Regions from separate parts of the Capsicum annuum genome. Here region 1 is linked to region 2. A link is a contact called in public Hi-C data. All regions are on one chromosome and are shown on one strand. Each heading gives the region's core, a stretch centred on a gene start, on an enhancer-like site or on the middle of the called end of the contact. The rest is flanking DNA. Distances are from core to core; before and after follow the strand shown. Region 1 holds the start of LOC107870733 (40S ribosomal protein S3-3). Region 2 holds the start of LOC107870731 (replication protein A 70 kDa DNA-binding subunit A).

The links. A called contact is a pair of places that touch in the nucleus more often than the background predicts.
Region 1: a Hi-C map of leaf shows a contact between it and region 2, with 2.5 times the contacts expected there. The contact joins the promoter of LOC107870733 here to the promoter of LOC107870731 in region 2. A contact is called at or near these places in 2 of 5 Hi-C or Micro-C datasets (leaf and placenta).

The regions. Positions count from the first base shown.
Region 1 is chr5:100,743,033-100,749,415 of UCD10Xv1.1, forward strand. It overlaps LOC107870733 (40S ribosomal protein S3-3), which reads right to left and starts at 3,063. Exons shown (of 6, transcript XM_016717342.2): 1 at 2,827-3,063; 2 at 2,605-2,752; 3 at 1,171-1,342; 4 at 406-460; 5 at 194-325; 6 at 1-72. The coding sequence starts at 2,865.
Region 2 is chr5:100,588,134-100,594,889 of UCD10Xv1.1, forward strand. LOC107870731 (replication protein A 70 kDa DNA-binding subunit A) reads right to left here and starts at 1,300. Exons shown (of 2, transcript XM_016717339.2): 1 at 866-1,300. The coding sequence starts at 1,125.

The DNA.
Region 1 (6,383 bases), core at 1,813-4,312, 160 kb after region 2:
AGGAGTTGTTGGACCTTGCTTTCCTTTGGGATCCCAATCAAGCATGATCTTGACCTTGATACCAAGTACTCCCTGCAACATACGATATCCAAATTATTCACAATATGGGGCATAAGAGGGAAACAGAGGCAACTCAACAATAGAAGTTAGATACTATTTCATCTTCAACCTTCACCAGAGAGCAAGAACATACCTGTCTCAAGAGAACATGTCTTACAGCCGAGTCAATGTACTCATTGACAGGTTGACCCGAAGAAATCATGTAGCCATCTTTGAACTTCATGGATTTAGCACGCTGTGCCCTCAGTTTTCCACTCACTATCACCTGTACAACAAAATCAAATCAGGTGCCACCATAATTTATACATCATCCAAAACAATGAATCAAGCTTCTTAGTAGCATACTTCGCATCCTTTGGCTCCACTCTCCATAATAAATCTCAGAACACCATAGCATGCCCTGTTGGAGATAATCATTAAGCTTTTGGGAATAATCTGAAAGAGATTAAACATAAAAGACTGAAGCCCAAAAATATTTACATAAGAACTTCAAGACAAGTTTCAAAATTTCGCTATCCAAGGACAGAGGTGTAAATATTTAACAACTCAACATGTCATTGGCAAAGCTCACTTGGTATAGTCATCTTCCAACACAAATTTGGCATTAAGTCAACCTATTTGCTTTATACATGACGGATAAGCTGGAGACAAGATACATGCTTGGTGGGGGAAATTAAGGCTAGGAACAAGGTCTAAAATGCAAATTGGATATTGAAATAAAACCTGCACCTCCTTTCAATTTTACTATGACATAATAACGGTTCTTAGCAATATGCCTTGATGGTTACTGCATGAAGACAAGAACACTTCATAGAATGAATGGCATGGTATCATTTTTTATAGTTATCATCCAACAAAGCACTGGTACTATAACATCAATTGTTTTGTGAATATAACATATACATGGGATAACTTCTAACAGAACCAAGAATACTGATAGCAAAACCACCGAAAAGAAAGGAGGAAAAAGTAAGATTAAATAGATACACAAATACCATTGATTGCTGACACTAAAAGAGCATTGCAGATTTACAGATATAAAACATTGAAAATATCATAAACTATGTTTGATGATGACATAACATCTGGAATGCAGATCAATATTATTACCTCCTAACAGCAAGACCACCAAGGAGCTTGTAGCGAAGAGATTCGGCCTGAGCAATAGCACAGAGTCCCCTGTTGTTAACCTTCTCAGCATAAAGCTCCACAGAGTTCTCTTTAAACTTGAAACGCTTCTGGACAACTGACGTTAATTCCCTGATTCTCCTACCCTTCTCACCTAAGACATAAATCGGTTTAAACAAAAAAATGCACTACTAAAAATAAATGAAGACATAAAAGGTCAATCAAAAGTTCAATCCCACCAGGCAAAAAGTCCTCTTACAAGTACAATCTTCAGAGTGGCTTAGATTTAGTGAGAAATATCAGAGGTTAATAACTACTTATGCAACTTGATGTTTTTAATGCCCTTTTGGATTGGCTTATATTAAGTGATTTTAACCCAAAATAGATTTCAAGTACTTTTGCAGTATTTGGGTAAAATTAAAAAAGTGCTTTTGAGCACATGTTATCAAAAAGATAAAAATAAGCCAAAAGCCCATCCAAACATGCTCTTAATATGATGCAAGATAAGTTATTGAGAGGCGAACCTTATACTTCTTTCTTTTTTCTCCATACAAATACATTATCTTGCAAGTTAAAAGACTAGTATGGCAGCATACAGTGTGAGACTTGAGAACTCACAGTTCAAGAGAGGGTAAAATGATTTTGTAGCCCTTCACAAATTTGTTTTTGGCCATCTCTTTCCTACCAAAGATCTTTGTTTTTATACATAAGAGAAGATCTTGGGTCATTACCTTCGATTGAAATTTTAAAGGGTTATGTTCACACATTTTCCTCCTTCAGAGAACCTCAATTTTACTTGAGAAGACAAACATGTTTTGGAAAAAATGGGCACGTATAATATGAAACATTATCTCCCAATTCCTTCTTGCACTTCTTTATTACAAAACTAAATAACAAAAAAAAGCCCTTATTCTACCAATTCTTTTCCCTTCCATTTTACTCCAGACTTCGCTCCAATTCACTTTCTTTCCCTATCCATACTAGCATTTGTAAACTGGCCACCAGGAAATGAAGTGGAGTAATAATATGTACAACTGCTAGCCAATTAGATCTCAAATCAAAATGGAGCTTTAAGAGATAGTAACAAAATACTAAATCAAACAAATTTTCCAATTGAAAACATATGTTTTAGGTAGGGCAAATCATGCACTAGTTGATCAATCATGAACTATGAAAGTAGCAGCTTCTTAGTTTCAAGCCTTAATCAGGAATATTAAATTGAATGGAATATCCACATTAAATACAAAAAAAAAAAAATACAATTATGTCTCAATCACAAACAGAGATCAACTCCGCAATACAAATCAGTCTATTAGTCATTCTGCTCAAATAATTTTCAACAATAGTTTTGCTCATAAAATCGCTTAAATTAAGAAAATGAAATAGAATAAATAAAACTGGAATAAGAGGAATCACCAAGAACATTCTGAGTACGAGTGGCTCTGATAATGATCTCAGTCCTGACGGGGGTTACTCTGACCTCGACTCCAGAGTATCCATCCTCAGCCAGCTCACGTGTCAACACTTCGTTCAGCTCAGCGAAGAATACTCCATCCGCCACAAACTGAAACAACAATCGTAAAATTTATTCCCACAATTTTCATTAAGAAATCTTATACAGAAAATTTGATGATTAACCTTTCGCTTTTTGCTGATCTGAGGAGCCTGAGTATCCATTTTCGCAAGGATTCACAATTACAGGTGGAGAAGCCGTAAGTACTTTACTTCAATGTTTGGACAGTTCGGTTGGATAGGGTTTTTGCAGCGTCTATATGGGCCTTTTGTCATCTTCCTGAGACAGAACCCAATTAAGTTGTGGGCTTTTTATTTGTCCATCATATGTCAATGGGTCATCCACACAAATGCCTCCAAATTATTTGGTTAGTATTTTAATTTTTGCCCCTTAAATTGGTGATCCTCAATTTTTGACCTTCATCATTTTATGTAATCCCTTATATAGGAAAATTTAAATAAAGATATATCCTAACTTTCTATTATTACATAAAATTTCATCTATCATATTTAAAAGATATCAAGGTTTGATTATACAAATCTTATCTTATCAAGAAGTTGAACATCACCATCTTCCTCAATTTATTTTGTGAGGGTAGTTTAATTTCTTAATTTTTTAAAATTTTACTAAATAAAAAATCTACGAGTTACTTATTGCATGTGTATAATTCTCAAAGTTTAAGCATAGTAATGGAGTCTGGTTTGAGTTTTATAGAAAATAGATCAAAACATCGAAACGATCCCGTCAAAATGAAGAGGTCGAGAGAAGTTGCTCGTACAAGCTCTAAAAAGCCCGTTGCTAAATCTTCAAGTAAGATAAAAAATGAAGAATTATTACAACCATGTCTTTCAAAGGTATAGTAATTTGTTATTGAATCTGTATTTTTTGTCGATTTACACATTCTTATACATTGTTATATAAGAGTGTTTTGTTGTTATTTCAACCTTATAAATAAATTAGTTATGTATAGTGTTAGAGCCATCTTCTTATACATTAAATTTGTTATGTATATGGTTAGATTACTTAGTAAATCCATGTTGTTATTTTTAACTATGATACATACCGAGTTATGTATATATTTATAGTTATGTCATTTGTTGGACGTTTTATTTCAATCCATATACATAAATTTGTTATGTATATGTATTGAAATCGGACACTGTTGGGCTGTTTAATTTCATGTCATATACATTACAGAGTCATGTATATGTTATGCATCAATAGTGTTATATATAACACAATTATGTATATGACTCTGTTAGACAAGACGGGTTGTGTGTATTTTAGCCCATGTGCATAGTAGTGTTTTGTATATGAAAAAACATTAGGCATGTATATGATGTGTTATCTTTATATTTTCAAGTTTTGTTTTTTATTATTATGTATATGTGATACCTGAGATGTGTATTTTGCAAACCTATATATATATATATATATATATAAGGGTTAGAGTTCAATGTTTTCATGTTCTTTAAATCTTATAAGAATCTATTTTTTTTTGTTTCAAATTTTTTCATACTTATGTAGTAAAATTTCCTTTATATGTAGACTAGGTAATAAAATTTTTCGTACTTACGTAGTAAAATTTCCTTTATACAAGTATTTTTATTTTTTTTAAATTTTCCATGTCCCTTTATTTTACAAAGGTCTTTTTTCTTTGGTTCTAATATTTTCTAAGTGATTTATATGGTAAATTTTCTTTTAGGAGTATATTTTTTGAAAAATTTACATAATTAAGAAATTCAATTAATCACACATTAATAAAGTATAATATTGGATAATTATTAGACTTGATTATTTCCTTAAATATTGTTTTGGATAATTATTAGACTTGATTTATTTCCTTATATACCATTAAGGAAGTTAGTTATGATACATAAGATACTTATGTATATTAACATTCAGTTATGTATATGAACAATTAAAATTTGGGAAAGAGAAATTAAAAAAAATAAGAAAAAAAGATAATTAAGAAGAAACGTGGTGGGATTTATGAAAGTTGCCCAATTATATATGATTGAAAATACCTTGACATTGAAAAAAAAAGTTGCAAGAAAAAAGTTTATATTTCGTATGCCGATAGAGCCATAGAGGTATAAGTTTGGTTTCAGAACTCACAAAATTAGTCTTAAGAGACATATATTCATTTATTCCCATCGGACTTTTATCAAATAAAACAAAAAATTTCTAGATTTATTCCTTATGAAATTAGGTGATACTTAATGGTACATTGACTCACAAATTTAATCAAATGAACAACATGAAAAAAAATCAAAGACCCCCTATTTGAGGGATAAAAGTTAAAGACCACCCATAAAATAGGGGCAATCGATGTAAAGATTTCATGTGAATTTGGGTCAAATATAGCAAGCATTTGGCAATATTTCATTGTAAAAATAAAAAAAAATAGTTCTTGTTTTCAAAGTAAAAAATGATATTTTAGTTGTGTTTGGCCATTAAATAAATTAGAGTTGTTTCTAAACTTATATGTGTACCAACAGCAGTGGTGGCGCAGCGGAAAGGGGCTGCCCCAACCTACCCAGAGGTCGAGGGTTCGACCCTGGGTATGGACAAACACTCTGTTGGGAGCTCTCCCTCCAGATGGAGCCCGACGCGGGGCGAATTCTGATATAGTCGAACTCCTAAAAAAGCGGGTACCGGACACCGGGTGGTTTAAAACCAAAAAAAAAACTTATATGGGTAATTTGGTGAAAAAGTAAAAATAGAATTTTCTTATTTTTGGATCTTTTTAAAAAAACTGAAAAAAGTGGAGAAAGTAAAAATAGAATTTTTCAAAATTTTTACGGTCAAATGTGTTTACTCTGAAAAAATGAAAAATTTTCCCATAGAGATTTTTTTGTGATTGCCCAGGTGAAATAAATTATGAAAAAAATGCATAAGTAGCCAAATTAGTGCAATTTTTTGTAAGAAAATACAGATACTTTTCTTTTAAAAATGTAGCAATATTTTTCATTCCAACATAACATATACATTAGGCCAAACACATCGACAAGCATCTCAACTTGACACAATCTTTCACTTTAACACCTTAAGTGAATGATGTTCTTTTAAACACCTAAACCAACTACAAACTGTGTCATTTTGGCATCTTTTTGCATCAGATCTGGTATGTGGGGTGTACTTTCTCCGAATTGGATTAAATGACCAATTTATTTGTGCCAACTCAGTTTAAATCGCCACATCATTATATACACCCATGATTTTTTTTAAAGCCAAAATTATTTTTCCTACCCAATCCATCTTCTTTAACCTCCATTAACGGAGGTTGAATTTTTCATCCTTTATTAGCTTTTTCAATCGAGGTATTTGAATATCCACAAATCACACTAGTCCAAGAAATCACATCTCTGTCTGTCATTCTATCAAAAACTTTGTAAGCACCCATCATAATCTTGCAAACCACATACTTATTAATCAAAAATTACCTACAAATAAATTCGACTCAAACTCATTCCTCATCACCTACCTGTGAACAATTCTTCCATGAACACAGATCTTTGATGTACACAAGAAGAAATAACTAAAGTGAAGGTATACTCATCGGGAAGAACCCAAATGGGGTGGTCTAAATTCAAGAGTTGGTGAAAAAGACTAAAACTTTTGAAAGGATTTTTTAATTTTTTAAAAAATTAGAAAATTAGTTAACAAAAGAAAACATGGG
Region 2 (6,756 bases), core at 50-2,549:
TAGACAAAACAGACACTTGCTTGATCCCCAAATACAGTATCCTATGCACAAAAATGACACATTCTTCTAATCTATTGGAAACTATTTCTAGCACCCAACTCACGATGACACCAAAGGAAAGATGACATGACTTTGGCAGTACAACAATTTCTACAGGCAAAACTGCTTCATGGTTCTGAGACAATCCCTAGTCTATGTAGAAAATATTTATAAAGTTAAGACCAACCAGAATTGAAACTAATATTTACAAGAAACTAGTGTTTTGTTATGTTGCGCTGTCTACTCAAATTATTACGGAGTAACTCTCGACCATTGAGACAATTACAAAATAGTTTCCTTCCATAGATCAATTGTAACTAAACCTTAAACAACAAAATAAAAGCCAAAGCTATCTTTACGTTCGGAATGACTTGTAAAGGGATGATAATACAAATGCACATACAAGAAAAAATTGGAGAAAACAATAAGTTACATATGTGTAGTGAATTTTGCATAGAAGTGCTTGTCAGAATGATTAAGGGATAGATTCTCTATGACAACATCAACATTTTAGTTAAAGCTCAAAACAACAAAATCCAAGCCAAATCTATCAAAGTTACAATCAAAATGACTAGTGTACGAATGATAAACACAAAATGAGCTTAAAAGGGGAATAGGAAAAAAACAAAATGTATAGGTGCTTTTTTTTCCATAGAGACGTAAGTGCACATCCAAATCATTGAGTAATTCTCTATTAGGGCATCAACATTCTAATAAAGCTGAAACAACAAAACCAAAGCAAGTTTTACATGGATAAAAAACACATAATAAAGCAAGTTTTATATGGAATGAAACGTAGAAGCAAATGTAATCATCTGTACTGTACTTGCGATTTTGAACAGTGCTACATATGTATTCAATCAACTGAATGACCGAGGTTTTGCGAACACGGCCAGTTTTGACACGGTCATTGAGCTGAGTAGCAAGCATCGCCTGCTGAGTCGACTCTGAGTCGGAGAGTGTGAGTCGGTATCGTTCCTGTGTGGTGCCGATTAGCTTGATGTCCAATACCTGAACCACTGGCTTTGAGTTCACGTCCCCCGCGTTGATCGCCGGGATCGCGTTTGCCGTCAAGTTCACCGCCATTTTGAATTTGAGAGACTTTTGAGTGATAAACTTTTCGTGAACGCTTTGAATTCACAAATTTATAGGGAGAGGGGGAGGGGGGGCGGCAGATACCAGATAGATAGTGAAAAGGGGATAAAATGGCGTGTTTAGAAACCGACCTATTAGAAAATGAGACCAATACACACTTGGTCTAGTACAAAGATTGCGGATTGTGGGCTTTTCTACTATTTTCCAGCAATTTACTGCTCCACATGTTCGGATTTACGGGTTATATTTTCACTTGAAATTATCTATTAAAAAAATAATAATTGATATAGTAATTTTATAATATTAATTCTATTAATTGATGTTTAGAATAGATATTGAAAAATAATTGAAAGAATAAATAATTAATATTAAAGATAAAATATAAAAATATTATTTTTTCTTGATTTATTAAAAATGAAATAAAATAAAAATTAAATTAGAAAAATAGTAATAAGTAAATCGGAGGTAATATATATTTTTTGAAAACCTCATACATGAAATAGGATCCTTGACTTTATTTTTATTTCTTTTGTTTGATAACCTTAACATCACTTGCGTAGCCATCAACAGTAGGAGGTCTAGCATTGATCATGCATGTTCTTAGACGTCGTTTGGCTATGAAAATCATAATTTTTCGAAGTTAAAAATAGAGTTGAAGTTAGAGTTGTGTTTGGCCATGAAAATCAATTGAAGTTGTTTTTGAAATTTTATTAGAAAAGTAATAGTGAAAATAGTGAAAACAAGTTTTTCTTGTTTTCACTTTTTCAAATACAATTTCAAATTATATTTGAAGTTTCCATAGCCAAACACTATTGTTCTCACTTTTTTCAGTAAAATGAAATAATTTTCTAGAAAACGATAAAAAAATACTCATGGTCAAACGTCTACTTAGTTTTGGTTACGTAGAGTAGTGGTTTTTTCAATTAATAAGGTGGAATGAGTGATGATGATGATATTTGTGATGTTTATGGTGATTTTTCTAGAGGTGGTTTGATGGTGGGATAATTATATGTAATGTAATTTTATGTTTAGGTGTGTATAGCGTTAGAATGAGTGTATATAGGGTGTATGTCATATTTTTCATCGTATACAGTGATATATACATGATAACAATTACATACAACGACAAATGTATTATATCACTATCTAATTGTGAGTATGCCATGGGTATCATCTATATCTATATATAGAGATAAATTTGCATTGTATTTGCAAGAAGATAAAATAGCAAAAGATAATTAAAAGTAATACTTTGTTGACTTTAAATTTAAAATAATATCAAAAAATATAAATTACATATTAGAAGTAGATAGTTATCATGCTAAACACTTCTAGTTAAACTTTTATTGTTATATAACCACTCCCCTAAAATTTGGTTATTTGATCAATTGTTTTGAATTTGAATTGGAGGTAAAATATTTGTTCAAAGATTAACTTATAATTTAAAAAAAAAAAAGTTATTATTAGATGTGCTTAATTAGTAATCATGCTATACAATTTCTTTTTTGGCTACACTACTAATGTTAATATTTATCTCAAATATAATGAACAAATAATAATTGTAGTAGTAGTAATAGTAATAGTAATAATAGTACAACGTAATAGTGGTAAAATAAAAATTGTTTTAAAATTTTTATTGTTGTTATTATCGTCTCATTGATTTCTATATTTATCTCAACTCAAATATATTGATTATAAATATATATTATATTTGAAAAAAATGTAAGAATAAGGAAGAATAATAAACTAATATTTTTTTAATAAATATATTTGATATTTGAATTTGAATGGAAATGAAATTTTATCATTTATCCTCTCTTATATATACTTTTCTATCATCATCTTTATTCATGAATTTGTTTATTGCACTTTTTATCCCTCATTTTAAAAAAAAGTTCTTGATTTGACAATTTTCTTTTTTTTATGCAGGAAGGATATAATATTTTCATCATATCTTTCTCTGTGAATGTTCAAGGTCCATCAAATTTAAATTGATATAAGTATTTTTTCTTTTTGATGATTCAATTTAAGGAATAATATTATTGTGACTATTTTTTTTATCATCATAATTATATATCTCCACCATCATCTCTTTCTATTGCTTTCATGGTAATCTTTAACATCATTAATTCATTATAATCTAATTAAGTTGACTTTTTAAAAAATTAAACTAAAAGATTATTTTGAACTTTAACATGAAAAAGTAGAAGTTATATTTTCACCGGTTACATAAATATATACAGAAATCATTTGCGATATTGACAATTATTTTTTGATATCATAAATTTATATTTAATTTATAGTATGTTAATGTCTGATAATTGAGTATTGATTAATTAATAAATTGAATTGCTTTGGGCTTCTTGTCTTAACATTCAGAGTTTTTAGATCATATTTTAATTATAACGAGCAAAGTCTTAAATTGTGTATACCAAGTAATTATAATCCTAACAAATGATGAAAATAATGAACATTAAACTATTAAATAAAAATAATTTAGATTTAAAATTCAGCATTCTATATTTTGAAAAAGAGAAAAAAACCCAACTATCATTGTGTGTAATACAATAGAAAAATTAATTTAAAGTTAATCTAGATAAAAGTAATTAAATTTCAGTAAAAAAGATATAGAAAAATAAATGGTTGGGGGATGATATTTTATACTAATTTTAAAAATATAATGAAGTAATTAGATTACACACATATTACTTATAATTTTTAAATAAAAGAGACGGAGGGGGGAGGGGGGGGGAGGTACAGCAGAATAAAAATTTAAAAACAATCAATATTAACAAATGAAACCTTTAATAAATAATATAATAAGAAAAATATGAAAAATAAAAACTTTTTGTTATAATTACGTGATTTTTTTTATTCAAATAAATTTGATTAGAAGTATGGGGGTGGGGGTGGAGGTGGAGGTGGGGTGGAGTGAGGTGAGCGATATTAACAATCTAATATCTTTAAATTATGAATGATTATTTTTTACTCATTTAAATTTGATTAAAAATGAGAGAGTGGGGTGAGAAAAATATAAATAATATCATATATTTAAATTGTGAATAATATAATAAAAAATATGAAATATAATTTTTTATCTATAATTACATGATTTTTTTTCATAAAAATTTGGTTAGAGGTAGGGGAGGTGGGGGCGAGAATGGGATTTAAAAAAAAAAACAAATTGAAGAGTGGGTTGGAGGTGATGGTAGGGGTGAGAGGTGCGTGAGGATAGAGAAAAAATTTATTTTACTTTTACATTTATTAAGAAACAATATCATAGTTAAATTTTTTTTAAGATAATAGAATTTAACATGCCCGAACAAGATATCTCAATTTGAAATATTAGAAATATTATTTTAACATTATCCGCATATTGCGCGGGTACATATACTAATTATTATATACATAATATATATGTGTGTGCGTGTGAGAGAGAGAAAGAGAGAGAGAGAGAGAGATATGAGACACACGTGGAGAGAGTAAATTGGGAAAGTCACAAGAGAGAATTCCGATAAAGTAAAAAAGAAACGAAAAAAATTACTTAATTTTGTAGCATAACTCCATTAATTTTTTGGTAGATTAGCAGGGGATGGTGGTGGAGCAACGAGAACAATGAAGGATGATGGGATGGGGAGAGTGAGGACTAGCTAGGAATAGTGTGAAAGAGAAGATAAGAGCAAATATCCAAAATTCCTAATTTTATGGGATTTTTTGGAGTCTGTATATATTTGTAAAGATTTAAGTGATTATTAATTATGATAAATATATATATATTTTTATATATCTTTGGATTCTATTTTTAATAATAGTAGTGTGTCAGTTGACGTATCACTAGCCTGCAACCTGATCAAATGTATTCATTATTCTACTAACATTGACATATACATAATAACTCTGGTTAAAATCAATCTTATCGTAAAGTACTATTCCATCAAAAAATTACTTACAAGTCAAGAATAATTTAATTAAAATGAGATAGAATTTTATTTAAAAATGACTTCTGATATCATTGAAAAAGATACTATTTTTCTATATCTTAGTACTCAGGTTTGACTATTTACTCCTCTAAAATTTGAGATTCACCATAATCCATTTTCTTCCTATAATCCTTATAACTAGGGATGGCAAATGGGCGGATTAGATTGAATTTGAACGAGTTAAATTTGAATTGAGAAAAAATGGTTTAGATTGCAATTCACCCATATAAATATGGGTAAATATGGATTTGGTCAAATTTAGATTGGGTAAAAATGGTTCCAACCCACTTAGACTAAAAGGAGAAAACTTTGATCTCTTTGACACTAAGTACACCACTTATTAAATTTCTACAAAGACAAAACAACAAGGGATGACAAAAGAAATGAAATATGGAAATAACAAGAAAATGTCCCTCAATTCATACCAGCAAGAATTGCTAGTTGTTCTAAGCAAAATGAAAGAGCTAAAAGAACGCCCACAAAGGAAAAATAAATATAAATTGCCTGCAAATTTTTTAAAAATAAACAATACGTACAACAACTATGCCACCACTCACTGTGATAACTAAGCTTGCAGTTCAGTCCAGTCACTGGTGCCAATATACAGAACACTCAATTTACCATTTCAATCTGGTGCTACAAATAACTCATATTAAAAGCATACACACCATCAAAAGCAAAAATAGAGGATCAACAACAACATTTCCTGAAGTACTGCAACAAAACTTCATTTCTTCACCACCCACAGAAGTTTGTAATACAATGTAAGATTATAAGACAAGCGAGCCCACCTTCTATGTTTGTTTTTTACATCTGGAGAGAGATGTAACAAAGCTGACTATATCAATGACTCATAAACAATAACATAATACCTTCAGTTGGATGAATAATTGAAGAAAGTGTTGAGCTTGTAGATGTTCTTGTGTTGAGCTTGTAGATGTTCTTCTTACAGAGATTCACTAAATCACATCACTATTCACTAAATATGCAAACCACATCCACTAAAGCAGCTTGAGAAATCATTGTTTTGTCATCCCTATGAGGAAACAAAGAGGAGAAATCGTTGTTTAGCTGTTGTGAGAAATTGAGAGTCAATTTCTCTGAGAAATCGAGAAACAGTCCACAAGTTGTTTGCAACTGAGTCTCTTTATAGGTACCCATATTTTACCCATTCTGTTCATTAATTTTATGACTTTTAAAAAATCTAAGCCCATATTTACCCACCTGAAATATGAGTGATCCAACTTATTATATATGGGCTAAATGGATTGATTCTTTGAATATGGTCAAAAATTGCCAATACTACTTATAACCATTGTAACACCATCATAACCATAATTAGAACCCACCTCGTCATCACCATATTCTCTAACGTAAAAAATTCTCAAACAATAATGATCAGCGTCTAAAACTACATATAGGTATATTTTACCTCATACTTGGTGTTCTTTTCTTGTGCATATGTTTATTTTGATCACTTTATGTGAATAGTTTTTTTTGGTGTGTATAGTATATAATTTGATGCAAAGATGATGATTTGATATAAAAAGAGATAAAAATGACTTTAAAATCTGATCATAAGTCATTCACAAGTATTCTAGTCTATTTAAGCACCCGAGGACCAAGTATGCATGAAAAGATG